Regions from separate parts of the Sus scrofa genome. Here region 2 is linked to region 1. The links are chromatin contacts, called in public HiChIP or PLAC-seq maps. All regions are on one chromosome and are shown on one strand. Each heading gives the region's core, a stretch centred on a gene start, on an enhancer-like site or on the middle of the called end of the contact. The rest is flanking DNA. Distances are from core to core; before and after follow the strand shown. Region 1 overlaps PDE4D (cAMP-specific 3',5'-cyclic phosphodiesterase 4D). Region 2 overlaps PDE4D (cAMP-specific 3',5'-cyclic phosphodiesterase 4D).

Region 1 (7,355 bases), core at 3,495-5,994:
TTTTTGCATCATTTGAGGTTTTGTACATAACCTTTATCTCAACTATTTATAAATTGTGGGAGGGAGATAATACTTTTTTTTCTTTGATGTGTTGATGGAATGCAAGCCATGTTTCTAATAAGCATGTGGATTCAATAACTGTTCAAGTATATAACCAGTGAGTTTTCTACCCAGCCATTAGGAGTGTTAATGATGTGTCCTTCTACATGGCTTCTAGCCCAAAGCCAGTGAGTATCAATATGCCATTTTGTAGTTGGTCATATAATTAGGACCATATGCATGATGTTGGATAATGTAAATACCATTTTTCGTCTTGGATTGCTAACCTTAGAATCTGTTCATGGTAGCTGATACCTTGCAAGAAAGTGGTATTTCTGTTCTTGACAAGAGCCCTGATCATTTCCCACTTAAAAATCTCAGTCCTGCTTATAGACACTATCAGAAACTTTAGTGTAATTTATGCTGAGTTTAGTCTCATCTCATTTAAATTAAACGTTTATATGATACGAACAAATTCCATACAAGTCATATTGATGGCCTTAAACTGTTCTCTCTCCTCTGCACCTGTTTGAGCCATAACATTCTTATTATAGATTTGTTCCCAGTAAAAGTGACATATCTGAATATTTCCCCTGCCAGGCTGGAAGAAAAGATGTGCTCATTAGCTTTTGCCTGTTGGAGAGTATTCTGTGCAGGTCTACCCAGGTCGTGCTTGAGTTCCCGGTAGCATCTCTGGTCTGCTGCAATGAAATCCCTGTTGTGGCAGCCTCTGGCCTTTATTGCTGGCAAGCAGTGTGCTTGCAGACATAGGCACCATAATAGGAAACACCACGGCCTGTCATAAACAGATCTGGAGAGTAGAAAGCACAGGCCTGACAGGGATGTGTCCATAGCAACCAGGCAAAGATGAGGCTGACATCCTGGAGTAAGTACAGGCTGATGTCTGTCTTCTTCATTTCAGAAAATAACTGACTGACTTTAAGGCTGCTTTCCATTGTTGACATAGCAGTGTTTTGGTTGCTTTGTTTTTGTTTTAGCCTGAAATATGAATAAAGACATCTTAAATAATACTCCCCAAAATATTTTAAAAGGATATGTCAGAGTGTTTTCCTTTTGCTAGTCTCCTCCAAATTCTACTTGATCATTCTAATCCATATCTATTAGGGAGAAATAATAGCTGTTCCATTACAGTGGAAAATTATTTTTTTAAAAAGAATACAAAAACAAAATTATCATGTGTTTATTTAAAGAATTACAAATTAAACTGAATTATGCAGCATTTGAAAGAAAAGAGCATTTCTCAGTGAGGTGACTTTCTGTGGCTTATGCCTTTACATCAAGTTCAGGTTTTAGGAAAAGGGTACATTCTTTCACCAAGAGAGGTTCTATTTTATTATTGCTGCCTTGTTTTCAAGCTTCAGAAAAATAATGAACTACAGCTTTATCAATGATAAGTTTTATCAGAAGAATTTAGGAAGAAGATAAATCTCAAAATTGAAGGGGCTTTAACAGGTTTTAATAAAGAGATAGACATGCTTTCATGGGTGCTTTATAAATGTATAGGTGTCATTTCATTATTTGTAAGGAATGTATATTTCACAAAAGAATTCAAGGTTACAAACGATGAAGAGCTCTAATTTTGTTAAAAGAGTATACAAAAATATAGATAGACTTAGGAAGTCTTGAACCTCATTTTTTTAAAGATTCAGATATTCAGTGAGTGTTTGCTGACTTGCCCAACCCCTTTTTTTAGCAAGTTAGTTTCAACTGTCCGCTCTGATAAGGATAAACTGATTAACATTATCTTTGATATACATGTTGGTTTTCTGCTCTTTGTTTTCTTAATTTTATATTCTTACTATGGTCTCTCAGATCTCCATAAGGGTAAGTGATAGTTTGGTTTCAAGAAATCATAGGAATTTTTAACTAGAAATATTTTATTTCTTTAATATGCATCAGGAAAGATATATTTGTTTTCTCTTGGGAATTACTATTTGGGCCTACCTCTTGATTTTTCTAGACAGTGTTACAGAGCAGTTAAATAACAAAAGAACCAAAAGAGAGCTTGCGCCATTATAGATTGATTCATCAGCCCTTAAATGAGAGGAATTTGTTCTCTCCAAGGCAGAATTCAGTGGAGAAATTACTTGTTGCCCCTTAGCCTTACTGTCAAACATTTTAATATTACCGATTTGATACATTTGAGCAGTCTTTGACTACACTGATCAAGAAACATCACTACGTGCCTTACTTTCTAATGTGAGGTATGATCCTGATATTAAACCTTAAACTTCTAACTTAGTCCTAGAAACCGTGCACTACATGCCAAAATAATTTGTCCCATTTTTAAAGATGAGAAACTTAGGCTCAATATTAAACATGTCCAAAATCCATTTGCTTCTTAATAGGAAGGTAATTCTTTTTCTGAATGTAGCATCTCGGGGAGGGACTGGAAGATAGGAAAACAAGTGTATGTTCTCAGGCTGCATTTTCAAAATAGGTACTAATAATTTTATTTACTTAGTAATCTCTAGTTTCCAAAATAGCAAGAGCCATTTTAGCAAAATATCACTCCTAGAGGGGAATCCTGTTGTGTGGCTGATTCTGCCTTCTGTGTTCTCTGTGTCCAGTCAGAGAACCTTCCTAGCTCCTAGCTCCTAAAAAGAGTCTGATGGGATGGATGTCCTGGTGGGCTAGTAGTCAGCCTAGCAGGCAGATAGTGAACAGGGCACAGACATAAACTGAAGGATATTGGGGTCCATGGATGAGAAGACCAGATGACCAAAGGAGATCTGAGATTCTGAGATGGCAGGGGGTTTTTTTGGGAGGGGTGGTAGAAGCTTGGTTAATAGTGGGAGGACGGCAGCAGATAGAGAAGGTAGAGAATGAACTCAGGGAAGGTATAAGCAGGTGTCAGGATTTGCTTTCTGACCTATTATGGTGGTGTTGCCTTGGATATTTGTTTTCTAATTCGGGCAAAATGGGGAAGGGAGCCGGGCTTGTGAATAGGGCAAAGAGGAAAACTGAAGGAAAGAAAGATAGAAAGCCATACACTGGACTGAGAGAAGGAAGGGGAGGGTGGCAGAAGGACTATCTGACTGGATCGACCTAGGAGCAGGGCTGTACTTGGCTGGAGGACCATTTCATGTTTCTGCCCCTTTTCCACCTCAGGGTTCAGGGTGAAATCTGGTTGGAATAAACCTTTGGAACAGCCTTGAAGGAAAAAAAAGAAATCCCAGAGGGGTCAGTGTGAGGGTGTGAATGCTTAAGAGAGGACAGTTGTGGGATCGGGGGAGGGAGAGAATGGGCTGGAGTGGGGAGATTTATAGACATAGTGTATTGCATGAGGCGTGAGTCTTATTTAACACCAGTAGCTGGCGTCTCCTCCTTCACCTGTTGCCTCCTTGAGTCATGGCCCAGTAGCAGCATGGGTGGCTTGTCACATCCAGCTGCTGGGCCATCCCCTAAGTAACCTGTTGCCTGGGAGTCAAAGCACAAGCTGGAACAGGGTGAAGAGAGAGAGACTGTGTCAAAATAGGTATAGGTTGATTCACCAATATAGTGAGTGATATTAGATGCCAAGAGAAAAATGAAACAGAATAGCAGATGACAAATGTGAACCTTTATCTTGAGTCTGCTTTATATCTCCTAAATCCCCATGAGCTCAGCAATTCTCTTATGGTTATTAATGCCCCACACTGGAGTTGTGACCTTGGATTTTTTTTTTTTTTGTCTTTTCTATGGCCGCACCTATAGCATGTGGAGGTTCCCAGGCTAGGGGGTCTAATTGGAGCTGTAGCTGCCAGCCTACACCACAGCCACAGCAACGCCAGATCCAAACCGTGGCTGCGACCTACATCACAGCTCACAGCAATGCAAGATCGTTAACCCACTGAGCTAGGCCAGGGATCGAACCCACAACCCCATGGTCCCTAGTCCTATTCATTTCTGCTGTGCCACAAAGGAACTCCACCTTGGATATTTAAACTGCTTCAACTTCTCTGAGCCTTTGCTTTCTCTATAAACCGGAACTAACAAAATCCATCTCATGGGATTGTTAGGAGAATTTAAACAAAAGCTTAGGTCAAGTCCATAATATGGGTACACCCATCATAGGTACATGGCCTATCCTTAGTTGGGATGGGAACTATTTTTAAACTTAGAAGATGAACTTTATATGCTGCCATATAGGTAACCCAGTGCAACTGGAGCTTGAATCAACAAGCCTGGGCAAATGAGCTCAGAGTGTGCCTTTGAAATCTTGATCCCCATCGTGCTGATTTATGTGCCTCCCTAGCTTGCATGTGGGATCGCCCTGAGGTTGTTCACTGTAGTTTTAGCTTGTTACCTAGCACCCTTGGATAGCATATTTTTATTTACACTCTCACTGATCACTTGACCACAATTACTTTGAAAGAGTATGTATGAATGCAGCCACAAAAGAAACATTTCTCAGTTGTGAGGGTCTCACGTGGATCTTTAATCCACTTTGTCTAAAAACTGGAACGTTTCTTAGACTTTACTTTTCCCTCCACCAGAATGACCTCAGAGGCCCCTCCAAATGTTTTTTTTTTTTTCCGATTCTGTAGAATAGTGAGATTTTGATTATTAATAAGAGTGTCAAATATCAATCAACATCAGGTTACTAAATGTCTCTTTTGGGGTAAGAAGAAATGTGAACCAAAAATAGAACCCTTTAATCATCGCACAAATTTAAAATGGCAGTCCAGCTGAGAAACAGAGGAATGGATGAGATGACCTTGAACATAATTCCAGCCCAGATGGGCTAGTCATGGGTCTGACACTCGCCGTAGCCAGAGGGAAAAGAAATTCCCCGGCAGTGTAGTTGGTATCAGAGTTGAAAATGAGTCACTGAGTAGGTGATTGATCCCTTTCCGTTTTCCACTTGCCATCAGCCACTTTGCAGAGAAATCAAGCTTTAGTATACTTGATTCAAAAAAAAAAAAAAGATTTTTTTTTCTTTTTTAATTCCAAAAGTTCTTAGAGGTGAAAGAGATTTGTGAGATCACTTCACTTTCCTTCATTAAAAATGAGGTATTAAGGCACAGGAAAATTAAAGTGACACAGAACAAGAATCCTTTCTTACTTTTGTCAGGGCTTTTACTTTGTGTGGAATAAATAATTTTTGTCACTAAACAAGATCCTGTGTTCAGTCTTTATTGATATTATCACTTTTGAATGAAATTTTTACTTTGCTTTATCTTTGTTATTTATATTTGATCTTTGATTATTCTCTAGGCCAGATACCATTTTCATATGAGAAATAAATCAGGCATTTTTTTTTTTTTAAATTTTGGGTTTTGTCATTATTGTTTTGTATCTTTTGACTTCAGGTAACATAAGTCCAATAGTTAGGCCTTCACTAAGGAAATTTTGTTTTTGTGTAGTTACTGCAAGTAAACTGCTCCAAAGGCTTTCATAGACAAAATGAGGCTTAATATATGTGCATTTGTATTCAAATACATACAAAGAGAGGTAGATACGTACATACAAAAGCATATAGACATACTTATTGCCGTATACGTTAAGTAAGGCTGTTGGGTGTGAATGAGTTCCAGAGTTTACTGGTCCTATAGAGCAGTACAGAATGTTCAACACTAAGAATGAGAATGGTTGGGAAGCATCCCAGAAAAAGTGCTACTTAGGTTGGATCTTGAACATAGAAGGTTCATATTGGTTACTAATGAGGAAAGAGATGATAGTGCAAGGGCTGGATGAGGCAGGGTAGGATGGGACACTCCCTCAGATTGCCTTATTGTTTGTAGGTGTGGGTGAGGAATGGGTATTCTGGATGAAAGAGCCTGCCTGGAACAGAAAATCTGATTACAGGAACAGAGGCAGGTGTGAAAAGTGTAGATTGAGGCCCTACTGCAGAGCACCTCAAGTGTCAGATTAAGCTGTTTGGACAATACTCTGTCCACCCTAAAGAACCCTTGTGTTTTGTTTTCGGGGAAATGCTACAAGGAAAGTAACAAAATGGTTTTAGAAAGATAAATCTGATGGTGGTATGCAGGATGGATCACATTGAGGAGAAAGTGTGAAAGCAAAAAGAATCTGATAGGGAATTAGGCATGTAAGTGATGAGGGACTGGAATAGGATGGGAAGGAAAAGAAACGGATAGTTAGGAGAATGACTGCAGGAAAGGAGACTTTGCTGGGGCACTGCAGCCAGAGGAAAGTATGAAATTCTAAACTCAAGTAATAATAGAAGGAATAACAATTGGAAAATCAGGGAGAGAAGCTGATTTGAAGAGAGTGAGGTGGAAGATATGTCAGTTAAATCTTTAGACATGAAATTACATATCTAAATAGAAATGTCCTAGAGGCCTTCAATTGTCAGGACTGGATTTGTGGTGAAAAGACAGGCAACCTGGAAGTTGCCTGTATAGACCTGATGATTAGGGCCTTAAGGCTCAACTGTAAAATGGGAATAATAATAGTCCTCACAGAATTGTTATTAGTAATGAATGAGATAATGCCAGGCAAGTATTCTATGCTAGTCTTGGCAGGTAGTAGATGGTAAATAAATATTTATCAATATCAATCAGTATTAACTATTATTACTTTTAACTGTGGATTTTAGAGAAAGATAGTTTTGTGAATTATTAGAACTGGTATTCTGGAAGCTATATTAAAGTCGGTGACCTCGGAGCATAAAAAACCCTCTGAGTGATTTTAATCTAGACAAACCAGTCAAAATAACCATAACATCACTTATTGATCCAAAATTTTGATCAACGGAACAAGTTACCCTAGGGATAACAGCGCAATCCTATTCTAGAGTTCCTATCGACAATAGGGTTTACGACCTCGATGTTGGATCAGGACACCCAAATGGTGCAACTGCTATTGGAGGTTGATATGTTTTCTTACCCCAAATGGAAGTTCATATGTTCTGATTTGCATGCTTGCTCCTCTAGCTGTTACAGGACCAGCAGCAACAGCCCAAGCTATAATTGCTCATGTTTAGCTGTTGATCACTGTTTGTAAGACCTGGAGTGGGTTTTTTTTTTTAATCTAAATGGTTAAGGAAGTGGACTACTCTCTTGTTTGTTGTAATGTCTCTCATAAAACCTACAAGCCACACTTTGATTTCCTTTGCTGTGTCCAGAATCAAATCAACTTTGAGGGATTTATAAAGAGCTTGTGAAGAATGGTATTAGCTCAGTGTAAGTAAATGATCATTAGCTCAGTATTACTTCAGTGTTTTAAAACTGCATTCACCCAAAGTGGAGTGGACTTACGTAAGAGTGGAAAACATCCAGGAGAGGTGGGCTCTTAATTATGAAGAGTGGTGGGCCTCCTGAGGGGCAGAAGGGTGGACCAGATGTCCC
Region 2 (7,355 bases), core at 3,258-5,757, 100 kb before region 1:
GAAAAGGCAGACTATAAGGATGAGGAAGTAAAAGAAGGAAGGAATGGATTAGACACAATTAGAAACAAAGACGTGCATCGCAAAAATCCTCATCTGTGTTCCGATGGGAAAGTTCTGCTAAGTCAATGGTTCCCAGACTTTGGAATTTTAAAGCAAAAAAATTGAGAGGTCCAGCATAGGATTACCAACTCATCAACTGTTTTTTTGCCAAGTAAAGCTATTTTCAACAGAACAATGGCCTTATATGAGAACCATGATTTCATATGAGGATATTTATATCCTATATACATTTAATATCAAAAAATAGGAAAGGATAAAAAGAACAGTCCTCTGTCAAAGGGGACTTTTGAAACCTTTTATTAATGTATATATAGGGGTGTGTGCGTGTGTATGCGTGTGTGTGCGTGTGCGTGTGCGTGTGTGTGTGTGTGTGTGGCTATGTTGCACTGACCTTCCTTTTTTATATCGGTTCACCAATGCCCATGGTGTTTTGGAATACAACCATGATAAAAGCACTCATGAGGGTATAGAATTATTTAATATCCTCTCAAAAATAACTTCTAATAAGAAATACAGCAACTATTGAACGTAGTGTTAACAACCCAACTTGATGTAACACGTATTTATTGACCAACTGTTTGTGTGCCAGATACTATAATAGGAGTTGGGGACATGTTGGTTAACTATGTAATCACAGTTCCTAACCTTATAGTCTAGTAGGGCCATGAACAATTTTTAAAAATATATGGTTGAAATGCCTTAACTACCATGAAGGCAAAACACAAGTTGCTGCGAGAGCATATAGTCAAATCAGCATTAAGCTGTCTCTGGAAGGGCTGCCCGTGTGCCTTTTGTGTATTTAAGTCATCTATCTTCTCTGTATCTTAAGAAGGCATCATCTCTAGGCAGATAGATTACAAAAGGGTTGTCCCCTTGGATGGCTGGATTAGAAAACGATGCCCATTCCTTATGTGTATCCAGGCCTACCCACTGGGGCTTGGGTAGGTGAATGGAGCACCTCTAGGAAAGGGTTTCAGGAGAGGGAAAGACATGATCAAGTTTGCATTTACAATAAAAATGTGATAATATAATAAATAAACCTTATTTATTAGTTTGGAGTAGTTAGAGCTGACTAAACCCTTTCCATTTGCTTGAGTGAAGTGGAACCCATAGCAGACATTTAAAGTTGATTAAGCTATTGTTTGGGTGCATAACTTTTATTTGGTTCACTGGTTGGACAAGACTTAAAGATTCCTTTAGAAAAGAGAGCACTTCTCCAGTGCCTCAGGCAAAATTGACTGGCTCAGGGCTACACCACCGAGATGGACACTGTCTTCTGAATCACACACACAGGTCTTTTGACATCTAGGTTTTCTGGATTCACATCCAACCTAGGATTTACTCAGATCACTCTGGTTTTGCCTATGAAATGTGGGTGAGCCACCTGAAACAGGTGTGCTATAATTTGTTTCTGCATTAAACACTATTGTTATTTTATATGAGGTTATTGGTTTCTGCAAAGAGAAAGCATTTAAATTTTGACAAATTCTGTTGTTAATGACATGAGGTTGGTAGTAACCGTGGTGTAAGTGAAAATAGACTTTATGGGAAGCTGTGGCTTAGCTCAAAGTGGGCAGCTAGGCTTCCTAAAGCCTTTGTGTTTTTAATGTGAGTTTGCCTTTAAGTTTAAGGAATTACTTAGGCTTCTTATCTCAGTGTACACAAAGCTACTTATCACCTAGATGAGTAGTGGCAGTTTGTCTCAGAGTCAGGAGAGCCAGAAACTGGCTCAGCCCATAATCGCTTACCTTTAAAGTAGCTTTTACAGGCCAGATTAAAAATAATCCTTGAAGAATTTTTAAGAGCACAATTAGAGTTTGTAGCTACTTGACATCCAATTGCAATCAAATGCTCAGTGCAAAATGCATTTTATAGAAATTTATCACGCAGGCCTCTGCTCATAATTGGTTCAGATAATTAGTTTCTCAGGAGAAACATTCTTTAAAGGAATATACCCTTGTGGTTTTAGTGGTTCTCCTCAGTTTCTAACTCTGGTCACAAGAGGGAAATTACTATCTGTCCTTTGTTTGTACTACTTTTTTGTGCTTACCAATTTTATGATTCTCCCATTTTTTAAAAATCATTGGTATTATTTTTTTTCTTTCTTTCTTTTTTTAGGGCCACACCCAAGGCATATGGAAGTTCCTGGGCTAGGAGTCAGTAGAATCGGAGCTGCAGCTGTCAGCCTACGCCACAGCCACAGCAATGCCAGATCTGAGCCACATCTGTGACCTACCCCACAGCTCACGGCAACATGGGATCCATAATCCACTGAGAGAGGCCAGGGATCAAACACACAACCTCATGGATACTATTTGGGTTCATTACCACTGAGCCACATTATCCTTTAGTGAAGTTCGTGCCAGGCATTGTGATAGCAACTTAGCAAGCATCATCTCTAACCCTTTCAATAACCCTGAAAGGCAGGAACTATTATTCCTGTTTGACAGATAAGGAAACTGAGGCTTGGGCAGGTTAAGACATGCCCTAAAATTTGATAGTAGTAAGTGGTTAAGTCAAGCTTCCAATTCAGGCCTGTCTGACTCTGAAGCCGTCATCTTTCATCTCTGTCCATCTCTTTTCATTCCGGACCAGAATGTGATAACGCATCTGTCCCAAAAAAGTGCCAAAATTTTACTTTAAAAAGCAGATTAAATTCACTCCAGAGAAGATAAAACTAATATGGGAAGTGGTGGGGAGAAGGGCCACCATGAAGCAGGGAACTCTGAAGATCTTAGGTGGAAGGAAGGAAACATTAAGGCGATGGCTAGAATCAGGGATTGAATGAATTACGTTAGGATTGTAACATTACAATCAGCTGGCTGGAAGTCAGGTAGTAAATGAGGCAGAAAGATGCCTGGGTGCAAGGGGCTCACATATTTGGAACCCAGATAAATCTCTGCTTTTTCTTCCCAGGCTCTATCAGTATTTTTTTTTTTTTTAACCACCTGGATTTCATGTATATGTTATTTTGTTCCATTCTATTTAATAATCTTTTCACTAGTTGTGGAACTTACTGTAAACACAAAAAGGCAGTTATTAGGATTCTGTTCATCTAAAAATTCCTGGAAACGCACTTTAATCAAGCGACTCAGAATTATTCTTCACGATTGTATGAAAAATGGTAACGTCCTAGGCAAAATGGGTTTGGGCTTTAAATAATCAGGAGCAAAGTGTTGTCATGGAGAGAACATACCATTAGGGTGAGGTAGTTTATCAGCCCAGAAGCGTAATAGTTGCCTGACTTTGAACAAGTCATCAACCAGCTCTGAGCCTCAGTTTCCTTACATGAAAGTGAAAGGGTTAAAACAGATGTAAGTCAATACCCCTTTAATTTTGTGATTCTAAATAGTTCTAGGTGGAAGGAATGATTGTGCATTGCATTCATAGCTAAATGGCTTCTTCCCAGTACAGTTGCTCCTAATTATGGGTGGCTCAGTAATCTTCAAGAGGAACCAGTGTTATTTGGTTGGTGGATACCAATCCACTTTGATTTGCCTCCATCAGAGATTGGGAAGATGAAAGCTACCTAGATATGTACCATTCTGTCATCTTGTTAAATGACCTTGACTCCTTAAACATCTAGATTTGAACTGGAGACATTTCTGAAATGTTTTGGGGGTACATTTGGACCATAATAAACTCCACTGCAAATGAGTTTCATCATCACTATAACAGCTGCCCCAAAACTACTGGGTGGGAATTGAATGATGGATTTTATAAGGTAGCATCTAGGCTACCTTATAACTCCAGCCTTTGAGATCAGGCCTCTTAAAAAGTCAGGAGTATTAAGAGAAAAATATTAAAGTATCATTGATATTCAGCTATTTTTATTGCTGTTACTGTTGTTGATCAGCTATGATTCCTTCCCCGTTCCTCTCAACCTATTTTTTTTTTCTTTGTTCTAAAAAGAGGACTGCTTGCTGCAATCTGGAGAAATGAAAATGGGCTTGATTTTTGGACCCAGGCTCCAGTTATGACCCAGGGAGTAAGCAAGGGAGGAGGACCGCTTAACCAAGGGGGTCTTGTCCACAGTTTAGGGGGAAATCACCTTATCTAAGGCTTTAGTAAAACCTAAAGAATCATCAAAAGTAGGTCAGCTAGTCTTGACTTGGAGGAGGTGTGTACACACACACACACACACACACACACACACACACACACACACGGGGCAGATCTCTGAAAGGTGGGACATAGAGGAAGCCCTGTGACTCACTTAACCCTCTCTTCTCCTTTGGGGAGAACCTCTTCAGGAGAGACCACTAAGAAACAGTCTTAACTGGCAATCTGCCGCACAGAAGAAGGGTGTCTAGCTGAGCGCAAGGCTTGCTAGCAAAGAGGAGTGAGTCACTTTCATTTCTGAAATCCAGTCCACGTTTTACTGAGAGCCCAGACACCGTGAATAAGAGGAGCCTCTGAGGGCTGGTTTCTGATGTCGCACTAGGCACGATAAGAATGCCATTGACGTCAGCAGAGTCATCATCAGGGAGAATGGCACCCCAGCTCTTGAAACCACACCAAGCAATTGCAGTGCTTTTGAAAATTAAAAGCCGGTGCTTGGGGGGAGGGGGGAGGGGAGGAAGAGAAGAAAGCAAAGACGGGGGAGCTGGTGGCTCCAGCTGAACTCTTCTTTCTTTTATGCATTTCCTGTATGCGAAAAAGAGAGGCACGCGGGCGCTCCTGTGTGCAGCACACAGAAACTGCTTAAGCCCAGCCTCGGTGGGCATTTCGGCCTGAATTGTTTTGGGGGGGGGCAGGGGGCGGGCGTAGAGGGTGGGAGAAAGAGGGAGCCAAGTGAGAGAAAGAATTTAATTTGGTTAACAGTTCTGCATTCGGAGAAAACAAACCGTGCCACCCAGGTGCTGGACAGAGGCCCCAAGCCGCAGAAGAAAATACAAGCCTGTAGAATGAAATTGTTGAGCTAAAACTGATATGCTTGAAATGTGTGTTGATGAATAGATTACAAAGGAGGAATTAAACACTTCAAAAGAGCTACTACAAAGCAGTCTCCCTCTCCCCTCCCCAACATAGATGTGAACTCTTGAGTGTTTGTGTGTCTGCCTGAGAAAATGACAAAGTTGTGGGTTTGCAAAGGGAACACTGCGGGCAGGTTGTGATTTCAGCTTTCAGAGGTCGCTCCAAGAACATCACCTCCAGATGTAATTCAAAGGGTACCTCGACTGGAAAATGTCTTGGAGGTTAGGAAGTCTTTGAAAACAATTCTTTGGTGTAAATTGTTCCTGCTTTCAAATTCCGCAATTAATCTCACCCTTTCCTTCTCTTTCCCAGTCCCAACTGTTCTGCCAGCTCCACCCTCACTCCAGCACCCCTACCCACCGCCCTCCCAGTGATATTAAAACTCCATAGAACAGACTTGATATCAGAGCTTTATTTTACAGCATTGATTGGCAGCTCCCCAAGACCATAAAATCTTCTGCTGATTCCGATTTTAATATCCATATCCTTCAACTATACCAGAAAGAATGGTTTCTGAGCCGGGGGACATGTTAGAAGGGAAACAAAAGAACATATGCACACAAGCAGAATCTGGCAGAAAACGTGGACTTAATGAATCGCATTATTTGAACCTCCTATTGAAATGGACTGGTGAAAAAGGAACAGGAGAGAGATGCACAGAAATGGTTCTTACTTCTCAAAGGCCTTGTGTTTTTTTTGAAAAGGAAGAAGTGGCAAGCAGCACTCCTTTCAAATACACAAACAGTATCTGAGGGAGCACCCTCCTCTTCCTCCTATTTGTTCTTAAAAAAAAAGAACAAATGTTAAGCCTTAAGACGGGCTTCCTCATCTCATATGACTGAGTAAATAAATACAGGGAAAAGGAGTTTGCAAAGCACCTTTACTGTTTACACTTAGTGCATTAATGGAAAGATGCCTAATTAGCCATGTGATACTATTGGTCGCTCTGTTTGAAAGGACCCAGGTAAATCATTGTAACCTGGCTGACATTGGCTATCGTTGTTTGGTTTTCATTTTGGTTTTGTAACAGAGACTTAGAAATAGAGTATTTCTTTTCTTCCTCCCCCTTTTCCTCCCTCCTTCTCTCCTGCCTTCTCTCCTCCTCTCCCTTCCTTCCTTCCAAATACTTTTTCTTACCATCAAAAAAGAAAGAATTCTGGACCTACAGTCCCAAGATCTTAGCATGTCCTGGGTTGTGCCTGAGAGGGATCAGAGCCCCCACCCCACCCCCATCCAGTTGCAGGAGCCTGAGTGTGTGAAGGTGCCCTGGGTGATGAGGTGAGAGCTGGGTGGGGATGAGGAGGCAGAGGCCAGAGCCTTCTCCCAAGGCTTTTGTTGGCAAAAAAGGATAAAAGTACTGACTTTGAGGTTAATCCTGTCAACACAACACAAACTAAAATGTTTACATTCTCTTCACCTTTTCTGCAGTGTTGCCTTGATTACAGATGTTCTGACTTGTCTCCCCAGGTTGTTGCTGTTCCTGTCGGTGTGTCTGTCATCCCCCCATCCTGCCCCACCCATCCCCTCCTGTGGTTATCCGTTATTCTCAGTCCAGATCATTTCCTCCAGCAAAAAAAAAAAAAAAAAAGCCAAAACCCTTTCCCCCTCCTTTCTACCTACAGATTCCTTTTGTCTCTTGCTATTCCCTTCTCAGGCCTGGAACACTCCCAGCCCACTGCGAGGGACCATTCCCTGGTGATGTCTAGGTGCCCTTTGCACCAAACATCCTAGAAGAAAGCCCCCAGCCTGGGTGTGTTTGGGAGACATCAGGCTCAAATTCACTGAGCACCAATTTGCAACAGGAAGTCCTAGTGAGCCTGATGAGGGATGAGAATTAGCAAATAGGGTTGGCAGTCAATTGACAGAGGAAGCTTAAGGAAGGGGCTCATTTAGAAAAGGAAAAAGGATTTAATCCTTTTCAGGTGTGTTAATTTCCTTTATGGGCAGAATTACCATGGACTCCAGGGTATTTTTTCATCTTTCTTTTCCCTAAGGTCTGGCCTCATTTCATAGGAGGGAGGAAGAATAAATGCAGCGAATTTGGTTATGGACACCAGCCTACCCCTAGCTTAATGAGCCATGGAAACAAAATAGCTCAATCTCCCTGAACTGCTGTAACCCAAAACTAGAAGCATTGAGAGCAGTGTGGCTTTGGTTACACATAATTTGTAGTACAAGCCTTGCTCCAGCACTTGAACTGTTCATCGGGAGGCCTGAAATGTCTTAGTTCTGTGAGTAGCAGGTATAAGTTTTTTAGAATTAATCTGGAAAAAAAAAAATGATCAGAAATGAAGAGATTTAAAAAATGTATCCAGGAG

The links. HiChIP or PLAC-seq counts read pairs in DNA pulled down with a chosen protein or histone mark.
Region 2: a contact with region 1 is called in an H3K27ac HiChIP or PLAC-seq map of skeletal muscle. The contact joins two enhancer-like sites. A contact is called at or near these places in 4 of 47 Hi-C or Micro-C datasets (fetal heart ventricle, heart right ventricle, psoas muscle and 1 more) and 1 of 2 datasets of contacts at active chromatin or transcription factors (skeletal muscle).

The regions. Positions count from the first base shown.
Region 1 is chr16:37,934,495-37,941,849 of Sscrofa11.1, reverse strand. All of the region lies in intron 10 of PDE4D (cAMP-specific 3',5'-cyclic phosphodiesterase 4D), which reads left to right. Among named protein-coding and RNA genes, the nearest start is that of RAB3C, 530 kb to the right of the region's middle. Within about 2 kb of position 4,744, at least 3 of the 83 cell types and tissues checked have an H3K27ac peak or open chromatin away from gene starts, as enhancers often do. A contact at or near this core is called in skeletal muscle, where this site is marked.
Region 2 is chr16:38,036,538-38,043,892 of Sscrofa11.1, reverse strand. All of the region lies in intron 9 of PDE4D (cAMP-specific 3',5'-cyclic phosphodiesterase 4D), which reads left to right. Among named protein-coding and RNA genes, the nearest start is that of MIR582, 540 kb to the left of the region's middle. Within about 2 kb of position 4,507, at least 67 of the 83 cell types and tissues checked have an H3K27ac peak or open chromatin away from gene starts, as enhancers often do. A contact at or near this core is called in skeletal muscle, where this site is marked.